Regions from separate parts of the Danio rerio genome. Here region 2 is linked to region 1. The links are chromatin contacts, called in public Micro-C maps. All regions are on one chromosome and are shown on one strand. The core of a region is the stretch at or near the end of the contact, and the rest is flanking DNA. Distances in the headings are between cores, read along the strand shown. Region 1 has its middle 37 kb from the start of xaf1. Region 2 holds the start of si:dkey-52l18.4.

Region 1 (6,543 bases), core at 605-3,104:
TCTGTATGAAAGATATACTAACATTGAAACAATGCTGGGTTATTTCAACTCAAATAGGGGTAGAATAGGGACAAACCCTGTTGTGGTTAAACAAGTGTGTGAAACGAGGGTTAATAAAAAATAAAAAAAAGAATTTCTAGGCCAGCTTTAACCCATCACATGCACTGTAATAATGCTGGAATTAAAAAATTAAGTTAGCTCATTTGTTTAGACCATTTTGTGAAGTTTATTTATAAAGATTTCAAGAGGATCACATGCTCATTGCTTGCGGCTGGTCCTGCATTATCCAATTTATGATTCACCAATCAGATGATTCCTAAGCAATTTTTAAATACCCTAAGTTCCATATAACAACCATCTTCGTTGAAGAATCCCCCCTTCCACCCCTACTCCTCCTCCTTTCCTAGATGGGTGGCACAGTGGCTAGTGGCTAGTGGTTAGCACTGTTGCCTCACAGCAAGAACGTCACTGGTTCTAGTCCTTACCAAGCCAGCCGATGTTTATGTGCAGAGTTTACATGTTCTCTCTGTGCTCACATGGGTTTCCCCTGAGGTTCCCCGGTTTCCTCCCACTCTCCAAAAACACGAACCTTAAGTTAATTGACAAATTTAAATTGACACCATAGACATGCTCCTATAAGTAGTTATCTCTTAAGAGCAATCGCTATCTGTTCATTAGCTACTACAGCAGGGGAGTTTTTGAGATCTACCTGACCTCAAACTGCCCTCTCACCTTGCAAATGGGAGGGAGCCACCGGCTTGATCTTCTGAGCTCAGGGCTTTCTCCCGGGACAGCATGCCAAACAAGCTTTATAAACAATCATCAGCTAAGTGTGAACTCTTTAAATAATGAATTAAATAAACAAACATACTTTATTTCACTGTGGGTTTGTCCATATTTTGGGATGAAAAAACCCAGCATTTTTTAGAGCAAGGAAAATAGGTAAAAAAGAAACGTGACAAGATGATTTGCAGGACATATAAATGTAGTACACTCAAAATATGGCTTTTGCTGCTTGTTCAGACTACTTATTTAAAACAAGTTCTTACGTTTTGTTGGGGACAAACTTAATTATTTTATGTTCAATCCACTTAAATTTGTTAAAGTGATTAAGTTAACTTAATCATTTTGTGTTAAAACAACATGAAGGAATTGTGTAGAGTAAGCATCAGTAAGCATGACCCAATCTTGGCTACTCTTCTGTTACACGCTTGTTTTACAATAACAGAAGGGCGTAGCATACTGCAAATTGGGACGCTACACGTGTGTCTATCAGGGGACTGAGGGCTGAATGACTGTTTGGGCTGATCTGAGGTCAGAATAATGGCTCTTTTGGGATGGCGCTGTGACTGCAGCTGTCTCAGTCCTGCTGGAGGCAATTAGAGGCATAGGCCCACAATTACCTATTACACCGAACAGAGAGCAACAACAGACAGTGTGGAGACTAGTTTGCTCCCGTACCGATGTTAAATGTCAAGGAGCATAAATTTTCCCTCTGCTCTGACCTTCTGCTGTTTTTATTTTTCTTTGGGCATTTTTAATGAGTTAATCCATGAATTAATTTCTGCATGGAGACTCCATGTAGGCTATGCGAATACATATTTGTTTATATAAGAATTTGCTAAAATAACCCGTTTTGTGCCTTGAGGCCAAATTAGACCTTTTGTATGATTTATGAGAGCAGGGTGACTTCATTTGCACACACTTGCATAATTTCTTTATAATAGGTTGCACTTACAAGTGTTTGGCAGCAGAGGGCAGCAGATATAAAGGCATTATGCATTCACATAAGCAAGTTTTTAATGATTGTCCTCCAGAGGGCAATGTTCTGGTTGATATTGAAGGACAGTGTTTATATTTAGTCATAAAAGTTTTTGTTTCCAAAGCAACTGGTAGTTTTCGAGTTCTTCATTATATCAGTGTGTTTGTGTGTGTGTGTGTTTGTGTGTGTGTGTGTGTTTGTGTGCTTTTCCTGGATTGATCTCCTGCCAGCATGCCAACATTGCCAGCTAGCAACAGAGTGTACTACCTGTTGAGCAACTAAAGCACTGATATTATTTACACACAAACGGTAGATGTAATAAATAATAATAACAACAACTTCAGTATTATTATTATCACCACGTATATTTATTCAGGGCGAAGCAGTGGCGCAGTAGGTAGTGCTGTCGCCTCATAGCAAGAAGGTCGCTGGTTCGAGGCTCTGTTTAAGTGGCGTTTCTGTGTGGAGTTTGCATGTTCTTCCTGCGTTCGCATGGGTTTCCCCCGGATGCTCCGGTTTCCCCCACAGTCCAAAGACATGCGGTACAGGTGAATTGTGTAAGCTAAATTGACATGACAGGACCCAGACATGGGTTGCGGCTGGAAGGGCATCTGCTTCGTAAAAGCTTGCTGGATAAATTAGCAGTTCATTCCGCTGTGGCGACCCCGGATTAATAAAGGGACTAAGCTGACAAGAAAATGAATAAATGAATATTTATTCACACATATATTTCATTAACAAATTTCAAATGACCATGATCAATAAATCTAACACTATCATTTTTATTATAAGATAAAAAAGTAAAAAAAATGTAACCCTTTACCCGACCCAGCAAGAAATTCTCTTTTGAATTGCATTTCTTAACTCTTAATGTTGCTAGTTAACACACTCATTGAATTTTTTTCAACAGATCCAGATTTCAGATTTTCACGTTACTCTAATTTTTCACAGTAAATTACATTAGTAATTAGTTAAAAATTCACAGTAATGTGTTGTATTTAGAGTTTCAAATTAGCATGATTACAACAAATTACTGTAAAAATGACTATATCTTTTGCATGTTAGTTATAGGAATTCAAACTCTTTGCATTTCATTCAACTTAGACATTAAAACAGATGAACGTTTATGCTACTGTTGGGATTTTCTTGGAGGGGTTCGGGTGGTTCGAAAGACCCACCACCCTACTGACTGAATATGACCCCAACATGAGCTTTATTTATCCCATTTTTGACTGCTATACCTTCATTAATTGTGAAAATTATCGATAGAAGAAGGCTTTAAGACAAATTAAATTCTTAATTATTCATGTGGCCAAACTGTGACTAAGTTTAAATTGAATGAGCTGGCCATTTTGTTATTTGACTATAGGCAGCAGTTTTTATTTTAAAACTAGCTTTACCAGATTTGTATTTTGTTTTAAATGATGTATGATAATACATTTGTATTTAAAAAATAAGATTCTTTTTCATATTTCTTTATTAATCTTTATAAAAGCGCTAATCTCATTACAATATTTAATAAACTGGATTAACTTAGATTAAATCCAAATTTGTATATAAATAGTATGGTAAGCTCTTTGAAAAAATTGTAGGAAATTTTTTTATGGTGCATCAAAAAAAAAGTTTGGTTATGATCTGACAAGCTGTTTCATCAAACATTAGTTCTTAAAATGTTTTTTTTTATTTTTATTTTTTTTATTATTTTTTTATTTTTTCAGAAAAAATAACCACCCCTTTCAAAAGGCTGGCCACGGGCTTGTATATGGTTGCAATTTCACAGTAATTTAATGTAACAAAATCACAGTAAATTACTGTAAACTATCTCACAGTAATTTGTTGTGAATTTACATACAGTATTTACATACAGTATCTTTAAATAACTTCAACAGTTTGGTAAAGCAGGCGGTTAAAGGGTTGTAAAAATACTACTAACATTAAATAATAAAATGTATATTTAATTTTACATGATGTTTAATGATATCTCTAAAGTAAGTTGTAATTTTAATATAATTATTTATATTGAAAATAATTGTGTATTAAAAATAAAAATAATTTATCTTAACTCTAATTATAATATTATTTCTAATATTTAAATAAGTTTAGTTGAAATAAAGGGTCACTCAATGTCAATTTAATTTACAATGTGAATTGCTGTTTGACTTTGCCATTCATTTTAGTTTCATGATGTGAATTGTTGAAGACATAATTAATGAGTTTAATAATACAGCAACCTGTGGTCTGTGTGTGTCCTAATGCCCCAGTAAAGTGAAGGGGACACTATACTGTCAGTGAGCACCGTCTTTCAGATGAGACATTAAAACAAGGTCCTGACTCTCTGTGGTCATTAAAAATCCCAAGTAGGCGGATGGCAGTGTCCTGGCCAAATTCCCTCCATCAGCCTTTACCTATCATGGCCTCCCAATCATCCCCATCCACCGAATGTGTGGTGAGTGTGGTGAGTGCACTGGCACCATTGTACTGTGGCTGCTGTCGCATCATCCGAGTGGATGCTGCACACTGGTAGTGTTGTGAAGAGACCCCCCCTCCTCATGATTGTGAAGCGTTTTGTGTGGATGGCCGTACACGACAAGTGCACTATATAAATACACAATACATTACATTACATTTTTGTCCTAAAATTAACTCATTTAACAGGTTTTTTGTAAAGACTTTCACCATCCCCATTGAAAATGTTCATTTGCAATCATAACACTCTTATCTCATTCTTTAATTGAGCAAGGTTTTCGCTAAAGAACAGGCATTCTCATATTGAGGGCACAACCCAGTGTCTCTCCTGGGCTTCTCTCTCTCTTTTGATGACAGTGTGTATCAATACATTAGAGACCATAGTAGAGCCTTCCAGACCTGTTGCCATGACAAACACAAACACCACACACCGCTCATCATTTGCTCTGATTGACAGTGCTGGAGTTCAGCTCTGGGATGTTTTGGCTGTTTTTTCCCCTGCTGTTCAGCTGTTTTGGATGATGCTGGCATTTGGCGTATAGCTTGTGCCCAGACAGCTTGTGTTATTGTTATTAGACCCACTGGCGCAGATGCTTAATGATCATCACAAACTGTAGAATTGTGATTTTCTTCCTCACCTCCTACTTTTTTTCCACTTTTGCTCGCACAAACACAACGGTGGCCGCCAAAATCTTGTCCTGTTGCTTCAGAAGCAGCTGCCCTCCTCTCCTGACAAATATTTACTGCTCTGCCCCTATTGCACCATTCTGACGGCTCTGATAAGGGCACCATCTGGCAGCTTGATTTTAATGGGGCTTTTAAGGGCCATAAAGAAGCCCAGAGGCCTATTGGGAGGAGAGCTCATGCTTCTGAATAGGTGGGCATAACGGAGACCTCCGGTGGGGCCAGACTTTAGATTTAGGCCTCTTAGTATGTCGTTTTGTGACCTGATTGATTTCGCGTGAGGGCCGAACGTCCTTGAGATGTGGGGGTTTGCTGTGATATTGAAGGAATAAATCCCGCATAAGGCGCCTGGATGTGACACTGCCAGTCAGCTTTTGTTTTGAATTCATCTCCCATGACATGCTGTTATATATACATCTGTAGAAAAACCTGAGAACAAATGAGCTGCCATGCTAAAGCCGGGAGACTTATTGCGTAAATACAGACATGTGTATATGTGTGTGTTGAAATTTCCTTTTTTTAAATGTAGTTTAGCATATATTTTTATTTCAGCTTTTTGTTATAGCATATTTGATATTTTTAATTTTTTTTATAACAATAAATTCATTTTTAAACTAAAAGTGATAACATGAATATTAATATACATTGTGCATAGTACATACAGTGCATCCGGAAGCTATTTATATAGCTTCACTTTTTCCACATTTTTTATGTTTCAGCCTTATTCCAAAATGGCTTAAATTAATTTATTTCCTTAAAATTCTTCACACAATATCCCATAATGACAATGTGAAAAAAAGATTTTTTATATAATTTTTATATATATTTTTTAAATAGTTTATATATATATATATATATATATATATATATATATATATATATATATATATATATATATATATATATATATATATATATATAAAACCTGATAAATCACATGCGCATAAGTTTTCACAGCCTTTGCTAAATTCTTTGTTGATGCACCTTTGGCAGCAATTACAGCCTCAAGTCTTTTTGAATATGAAGCCACAAGCTTGGCACACCTGTCTTTGGGGTTTGCCTGTTCCTCTTTGCAGTACCTCTCAAGCTCTATCAGGTTGGATGGAAAGTGACGGTACATCTATTTTGAAATCTCTCCAGAGATGTTCAATAGGATTTAGGTCCAGGTTCTAGCTGGGCCACTCAAGGACAATTACCACTCCATTGATATTTTAGCGGTGTGCTTTGGGTCATTGTCAGGTCAAGAGCACTCTGAAGCAGGTTTTCATTCAGGATGTCTCTGTACAATGCTGCATTCATCTTTTCCTCTATCCTGACTAGTCTTCCAGTTCCTGCTGCTGAAAACCATCCTCACAGCATGATGCTGCCACCACCATGCTTCACTGTAGGGATGGTATTAACCTGGTGACGAGCAGTGCCTGGTTTTCTCCAAACATGACGCCTGGCATTCATTAAAAAAAGTTCAGTTTTAGTCTCATCAGACCAGAGAATTTTGTTTCTTATGGTCTGAGAGTCCTTTAGATGCCTTTTGGCAAATGCCGAGCGGGGAGTCTGGCCGCTCTACCATACAGGCCTGATTGGTGGATTGCTGCTCAGATGGTTGTCCTTCTGTAAGGTTCTCCTCCCTCTAC
Region 2 (7,434 bases), core at 2,111-4,610, 130 kb after region 1:
TTTATATATAAATATATCTGATAACCTGAACAATATTTCACCCATTTTGACATTTTAGTTTCACTAATATTATTAGAAATTATAGGGAAGACATGTATGGGGGTCTTCTTTGACTCATAAATGAATTAAAATGCATATACATTTTTGGCAATTTTAGGTAAATAAGTTCAGCTGAACAGAAAATAAGAATAAAAAATACTTCAAAAACATCAATTGATCATGATTACAAAATTCACTAAAGCACTGCAAAAATCAGAGACATTTTTATCTGACAAACATCATTAACTAATGGGAGACAGAACAGTATTGTTTAAATGCTGTATCTGACATGTGAGACCTTACAGAACAGAAAGTGGGCGCTTACAGGAAGTGCGGGTGTGAGGTGGGACAGGTGGAGGGGATGAACGAAGCCGGGTCAAACACCAAACCAATCCCACAACAACAAGAAAACACGCCAAGGAACCGAGACACAGCAGAACTCTATTAGTGGCACTTCTGCTTTCTGAAAAGTCTCCAGTTGCTGGAAAGAAATAAAGACTTGAAAGGGAACTGAATCAGTCAGTCATGCTGCGTGAGAATTATGCAGGGGTTGATAATGTGCTTAAAATGATATTGAGGTGTAAGTACAGGTACAGAGTGAAAACTGTAATCAATTGAAAGTGCAAGCATCAAGTCGAAAGTATACTTGAATTTAAGTACAAAAAAAAACGCATTTAAGTTGTACTCATGTATGTAAAAAAGTCATACACAAAATTTCATCATACTGAATCATCCTCTAATGAAAAGTCTACTTATTATCATAATAAATATGTCAAACAGATATATATACAAAGGTTTGGTTAGAGGAAATTGTAAAAAATGAAAATAAATGTACATTTTTTTGTAATTTTATGCAAAACAAAATCTCTAAAATCAACATTTTGATCTTAAATTTGGATGAAATGACATTTAGTTTGCTAAATACAACAAAACATATGTCAAACATATAACTATAAATTGCTAATCCAAATAAACTGATCATTTAATTATTATTAATCAGTATTGTTAATTTATTTAAGAATGGTGCGTAAAAATTTAGAATAAAATAAACTTGACCAAAAGTACAAGCTGTCAGTTACAATTGTAATTAAGTATAAAACTCCTAAAATAATAAGTACAGTACACAAAGTTAAGTATTTTACACACCTAGAATAATGTCAAACAAACATGAACACACATATAGTTATTTACCTGCAGTCACATTGACATATGTCACATGACCATTGCTACTGGTGCCAGCAGGCCAGGTAATCACGCATTTGTAAGCTCCAGCGTCTGATTGGTTGACGTTGTGAATATGGACCTTCAGATGTGTGCTGTTGACTGCTGAGCTGTAATCGGACAACTCGATTCTTTCGGAGGAAGTGAGGGGAATAAATCCTTGGCTCTGCATTTCCTGGAAAGCCCATCCTCCAGTCCAGTTGGCTTGGCCACAGTGCCTCACTTCACAGCTGAAGTGCAGTTCTTTGCCCTCAGCCACAAACACAGAAGCACGACTTGCGCGAACAGATGAACACAGCTCACATTCTGAAATCAGAAGAAAAAAAAAAGAGTTTTAAGTTAATAAAAAGCACCTGAAATACACAAAACAGGGCCCTTAAAGTGATACTTGCAGGACAAAAATGAACTCTTTTGTATTTGTGTACTTAACAATCCTAAAAAAGTAAGCATACATCAAGTTGTTATTTAAGAGAATACATATAAAAAGTCTACATCTATGCTAATATCAATGTACTAGTAGCATACTTATATGTGTACTATTTAAACACTACCTAGGACTAAATTGGGACAGTTTTTAGTGGACTAATGTGTACTTTCATTATAACAGTACAGTAGTACACTGTACACAACTAAGTTTATCATTTGAACTATTAAGTGAACGTTTAGGCATTCATATATTTTTACTAGTTACTTCGAGTTAATAAAGTACACTTGAAGTATACTTCACTACTATACTATATACTAAACTACTAGTGCTTCTAGCGGAGGGCAAATTAACTTGTATGTAAAGATACTTAAAGTTTAGTATCTTTACATTTTTTATGAGTTTAGCTACTTGAATATTACCTAAAAAGAAATGCTTTTATGAAGTTTTATGTGTATAACCTTAACAACACAAGTAGGCTATATTATGTACAGTTCAGGTATGTTTTATTTTGTGACTATAATGCAAGTAGTTATGCATAATGTTTTAATTAATGAGACATTAAATACTTCCCTGAAGAACAATTACCCATGTAGTGACTGTTTTTTATGTAGATTTGTACAGTTTTATTGGTAAATTTAGCTTACAGTAGCAAAATCGTGGTATTTTTCATCTTGTTTTAACTACAACAATATAATTTTTTGGCTTTATTTAGAAAAACCATGATTAACTTTTGTAAGGTTGGATAATTTTTTTCAACAAAAACAGCAATTTTATCAGTTTTGAGGTATTATCAATGCATACTAATAAGGTGATCAATTCTAGGTTTGTTTTATTTTTGTACGTTAGCTTCTGGAAGCTATTTCACCTCAAAACCTACTAACACTGAAAAATTATTCTGTCAGTATAAATAACGCACTGTGTATTTTCACGTATATTTTTATTAAAATGAAATAGTACATAAGTTTACTGTCTTATTTTTAGTTTAAGTGTACTAGTAGCACGCGTTCCTTCCTTTTTAAGGGCAGAAATGACAGATTATCACAGACCGGAAACGATAACGTTTACCATGAACGATTTTAGCAAGTAAAAGTTATGCTGGCTACATTTGTTTGCATGTGCAGGTTTTTCTTAAACACGGTGAAAAGGCGAATGTTTCTCCTCTCAACACTGTCACTGCAGGGGCTCAAACATCTTATTGCAGAAAACATAACTTAATCTTTGGAAAATGTTAAAGTTTACACTTTTAAGATTAACGTAATTTAGATTTGTGAAGGTAAATTGCTGTTTCAAAGAAAGTGCCGCTGCAGCTTTTAGGTATGAAGGTGAGACGTTGCTTACCTTTTACTATACACAGAAATGCCAGAAATGTGAAGGACCACCTGTAAACTTTTTTCATCCTTTATAGTTTTTCCATACTCGACTGTCCCCGTTGCCACTGGATATACGGAGATTTCCGTCAAGTCTCCTTACACCAACAACAGGTAACTTAATTCACTTGGAAACTTTCTTCGAAACTCTTTCCCGCTTGGTAAACACCCAGTTTCTCTGCTCATTATCTGAAACACATCTGGCACCTTCAGTCGTGTTGTAAACCTGCACTTGAGGAAGGAAACACCACGGCTTTAGGGAAAGTTTGAACATATCCTTCCTGTTGGAGAAGGAAATCATGCTGACACGCTTTTTACACTGTTAGACAAGTGTAATATGAATAAGGAATATGTAGATTTATTTATTTATTTTATTTTATCTAAAAGCACGTAAAATTTCCTGAAAATGAAACAAATAAATATATGTTAAAACACTAAGATACAAAAACAAAATAGCTAGACAATAAATATATATTTATTGTGTTTTTGCAATTGTAATATTATGTATTTATAACTGTTCATGTAAAAAAAAACAAAAAACTTGTGCTTTAAACTAGGGTCTGTGGGCCAAAGCCTTAACCTTTGATTTGGACTGCCATCCCATCTGAGAAGAGAGGTAAAAAGGAGTTGGTTTCGAGATTGTTTCGAATTTAATGTAACCCTTTGTTTATTATTAAAAGCTAACTGAAATTAAGCATTTTAATTAAATTGCATAAATTAATCAGATTTTGTTTAAATGTAAATACTGTTACCCGACAATGCAGAGATTTTGGTCAGCAAATCATGCCCAAGGCAGATTCTGCTTGACAAGTGTATTTAGCATTGAACTCCACTGTGTTATAAATGTGATTGTTTGTTTTATTGCAATAAGTTATAATTTAAAAAGCTATACTGCATTGGTTAATATGATTATGTAAGGGTGATTATGATTATGATATAAATAAGTAATATTTTCTCTTTATTTTGAAGTATTCTGAAATAATTTATGAAATTACCCATGGCAACTTTAAGGTATTATAGTTTGGTAAATTTACCTTCGGCCTATCCTAACTCTAGTGTGAGATGAAAATTCAATTTGAATATTATTTATATACTTGTATTCCTGATAAGATTTTTTTTTGGCTATATAAACTTAATTTATATAATAAATAAAAAATATAGAAATTTAATTGGTGTCTTCTAAAAATCATAGTAGAAATGTGTAATATAGTTATTACAATGAAAAACATGATTTGTTGGATTTACAATTTTTTTAAGATAAGTTCACTCAAGAATAAAATTTAAATTTTACTTACTCTCAAGTGGTTTTAAGCTTTTATACATTTTTTTATTCTGTTAAAACTCTAAAGAATATTTTGATGAACTTGTAGGAAAACAAATAATATGAAAGTCAATGGATAGCAGTTTCCAGCTTTCTTATGATATACCAAATAGCTTATGTTGTGTTCAGTAGAAGAAGGAAAGACAAACAGTTTTGGAACAAGTAAAGAGTGATTAAATAATGACAGAATTTTCTGTTTTGGGTGAAGTACACTTTAAATTAGATCAAATATTGTTTTCTCAGTGTAGCCACATGGTGGAGCTACTGGTCAGGGAGTTTGAGGTCAGTCAGCTGGGAATTCTGGCCTTATAACGGAGGCATAAAGGGGCATGTGCAGGCAATTACACAGCTGCTGGAGATGAAAGCCAAGCTTAAACAGAATCTGCTGCTGCTGCTCTGTTACTTCAAGATGAATGACGTTCACACTGTCTTTGTGCACTTGATAAATCTGCTTGAAATCTCACAGAAAAGGAGTCAAATTCATAACCAGGAGCCAAATGTTAAAAAATTTGTATAGGACCATATAAGTGGGAACTTTATAGATTTTGAAAGGGACGGTTCACTCAAAATTATTTTGACGTTTAATCTATATAACATACAAATATATATTTTGATACTACTAGTCCTTATTATTATTATTATTATTATTATTATTATTATTATTATTATTATTATTATTATTGTTGTTGTTGTTGTTGTTATTATTATTATTGTTATTGTTATTATTACTATTTTTACTATTATTTAGATAACAGTATCTTTTCCTTGAGGGACAGCAGTTAGTTAAACTGAGTCAGCAGATGTTAATGGTTACCAGATGTGTGGACGTCAATGTAGGCTTACAGTCAATTAAAAATCCATACAGTACATATTAAACAGATATTAGTCCCTGTTTGCTAGTAACTAGCATGCATTGTTATAAATATACTACTGACTATTAATTAGGTATCAATAAATTTCCAATACAATCTCAAAACAATTAGAAACTTTCTGATTTAGTGACTAATCATATGAATTGATAATATCTCATTTGTACATTTTAAGATGATTTGCTCATCCTCCAATGGTGGTTGAGTTTAAGGGTGGGGTTTGGTGTCTTTTTTTTAAAAAATCGTACGTTTTCATAGCAATGAAATCATATTAATTTGTATGGATTAGCTGCTTTTCTGCCAGTCTGCAAACGTTATGTTTTCTCATGTGATTGAGCTGAAGATACACTCAAATATCTTACTAGTAACATTCCATAAAAACAATAGTGTCTAACAAACATGCAATAGTATATATTGAAGAACTAATAGTAATAGGTATGCTATAAAAATTGTGTCTATAAATAGATTAATGTTTCTATGAAATAAGAACTAGATGCAGTGCATGCGGAAAGTATTCATAGCGCTTAACTTTTTCCACATTTTTCTATGTTACAGCCTTATTCTAAAATGGATAAAATTCATTTATTTCCTCAAAATTCTACACAAAATACCCCATGATGACAACATGAAAAGAAGATTTTTTTTAATTGTTGCAAATTTATTAAAAATAAAAAATCGGGAAAATCACATGTACATCAGTATTTATAGCCTTTGCCGTCGAAATTGAGCACAGGTACATTCTGTTTCCACTGATCATGTTTCAGCAGCTTAATTGGAGTTCACCTGTGGTAAATTCAGTTAATTGGACATGAATTGAAAAGGCATACAACTGTCTATATAAGGTCCCAAGGTTGACAGTGCATGTCAAAGCTCAAACCAAGCATGAAGACAAAGGAATTGTCTGTAGACCTGCGAGACATGATTGTCTCAAGGCACAAAGCTGGGGAAGGTTACAGAAACATTTCTGCTGCTCTTAAAGTTCCAATGAGCACAGTGGCCTCCATAATCTGTAAGTGGAAGATGTTTGGAACCACCAGGACTCTTCCTAGAGCAAGCCGGCCATCTAAGCTAAGTAATCGAGGAAGAAGGGCCTTATTCAGGGAGGTGACAAATAACCTGATGTTCACTCTATCTGAGCTCCAGCAATCTTCTGTGGAGAGAGGAGAACTTTACAGAAGGACAACCATCTGTGCAGCAATTCACCAATCAGGCCTGTATGGTAGAGCGGCCATTTACATTTACATTTACATTTAGTCATTTAGCAGACGCTTTTATCCAAAGCGACTTACAAATGAGGACAAGGAAGCAATTTACACAACCAAGAGCAACAATGAATAAGTGCTATAGGCAAGTTTCAGGTCTGTAAAGTCTAAGAAGGGAAGTATTAGTAGTATTAGTATTTTTTTATTTTTTTTATTTTTTGGTACAGTTAGTGTGATATTCAGAGAGGCAATTGCAGATTAGGAAGTGTAGTGGAGACTAAATAGTTGGGTTTTTAGTCGTTTCTTGAAAGTAGCGAGTGACTCTGCTGTTCTGATGCAGTTAGGGAGTTCATTCCACCAACTGGGCAGATTGAGCGTGAGCGAAAGTGATTTCTTCCCTCTTTGTGATGGAACCACGAGGCGACGTTCATTCACAGAACGCAAGTTTCTGGAGGGCACATAGATCTGCAGAAGCGAGAGCAGATAAGAAGGAGCAAGGCCAGAAGTCACTTTGTAGGCAAACATCAGAGCTTTGAATTTGATGCGAGCAGCAACTGGCAGCCAGTGCAAACGAACTAGCAGCGGAGTGACATGTGCTTGTTTAGGTTCATTGAAGACCACTCGTGCTGCTGCATTCTGGAGCAGTTGAAGAGGCTTGATAGAGTTAGCTGGAAGCCCAGCTAGTAGAGAGTTGCAGTAATCCAGTTTGGAGAGAACAAGAGCTTGAACAAGGAGTTGAGCTGCATGTTCAGATAAGAAGGGTCGGATCTTTCTGATGTTATAGAGTGCGAATCTGCACGATCGAGCAGTTCTAGAGATGTGGTCAGAGAAGTTTAGTTGGTCATCAATCGTTACTCCAAGGCTTTTCACCATTTTGGATGCAGTAATGGTTGCCCCATCCATCTGGATTGAAAAGTTATGGTGTAGAGTCGAGTTGGCAGAAACTACAAGCATTTCCGTTTTTGCGAGGTTCAGCTGAAGATGATGA

The links. Hi-C and Micro-C count contacts between places; a contact is called where the count stands out from the background.
Region 2: a contact with region 1 is called in a Micro-C map of caudal fin, with 6 times the contacts expected there. The contact joins the promoter of si:dkey-52l18.4 here to the enhancer-like site in region 1. A contact is called at or near these places in 5 of 18 Hi-C or Micro-C datasets (caudal fin, embryo, hematopoietic stem cells and 1 more) and 1 of 4 datasets of contacts at active chromatin or transcription factors (caudal fin).

Annotation. Positions count from the first base shown.
Region 1 is chr15:31,699,612-31,706,154 of GRCz12tu, forward strand. It overlaps a transcript of rap1gap2a not described here. Among named protein-coding and RNA genes, the nearest start is that of xaf1, 37 kb to the left of the region's middle. Within about 2 kb of position 1,855, at least 5 of the 62 cell types and tissues checked have an H3K27ac peak or open chromatin away from gene starts, as enhancers often do. A contact at or near this core is called in caudal fin, where this site is marked.
Region 2 is chr15:31,827,011-31,834,444 of GRCz12tu, forward strand. It overlaps si:dkey-52l18.4, which reads right to left and starts at 3,361. Exons shown (of 5, transcript NM_001386225.1): 1 at 3,026-3,361; 2 at 1,231-1,566; 3 at 365-520. The coding sequence starts at 3,083.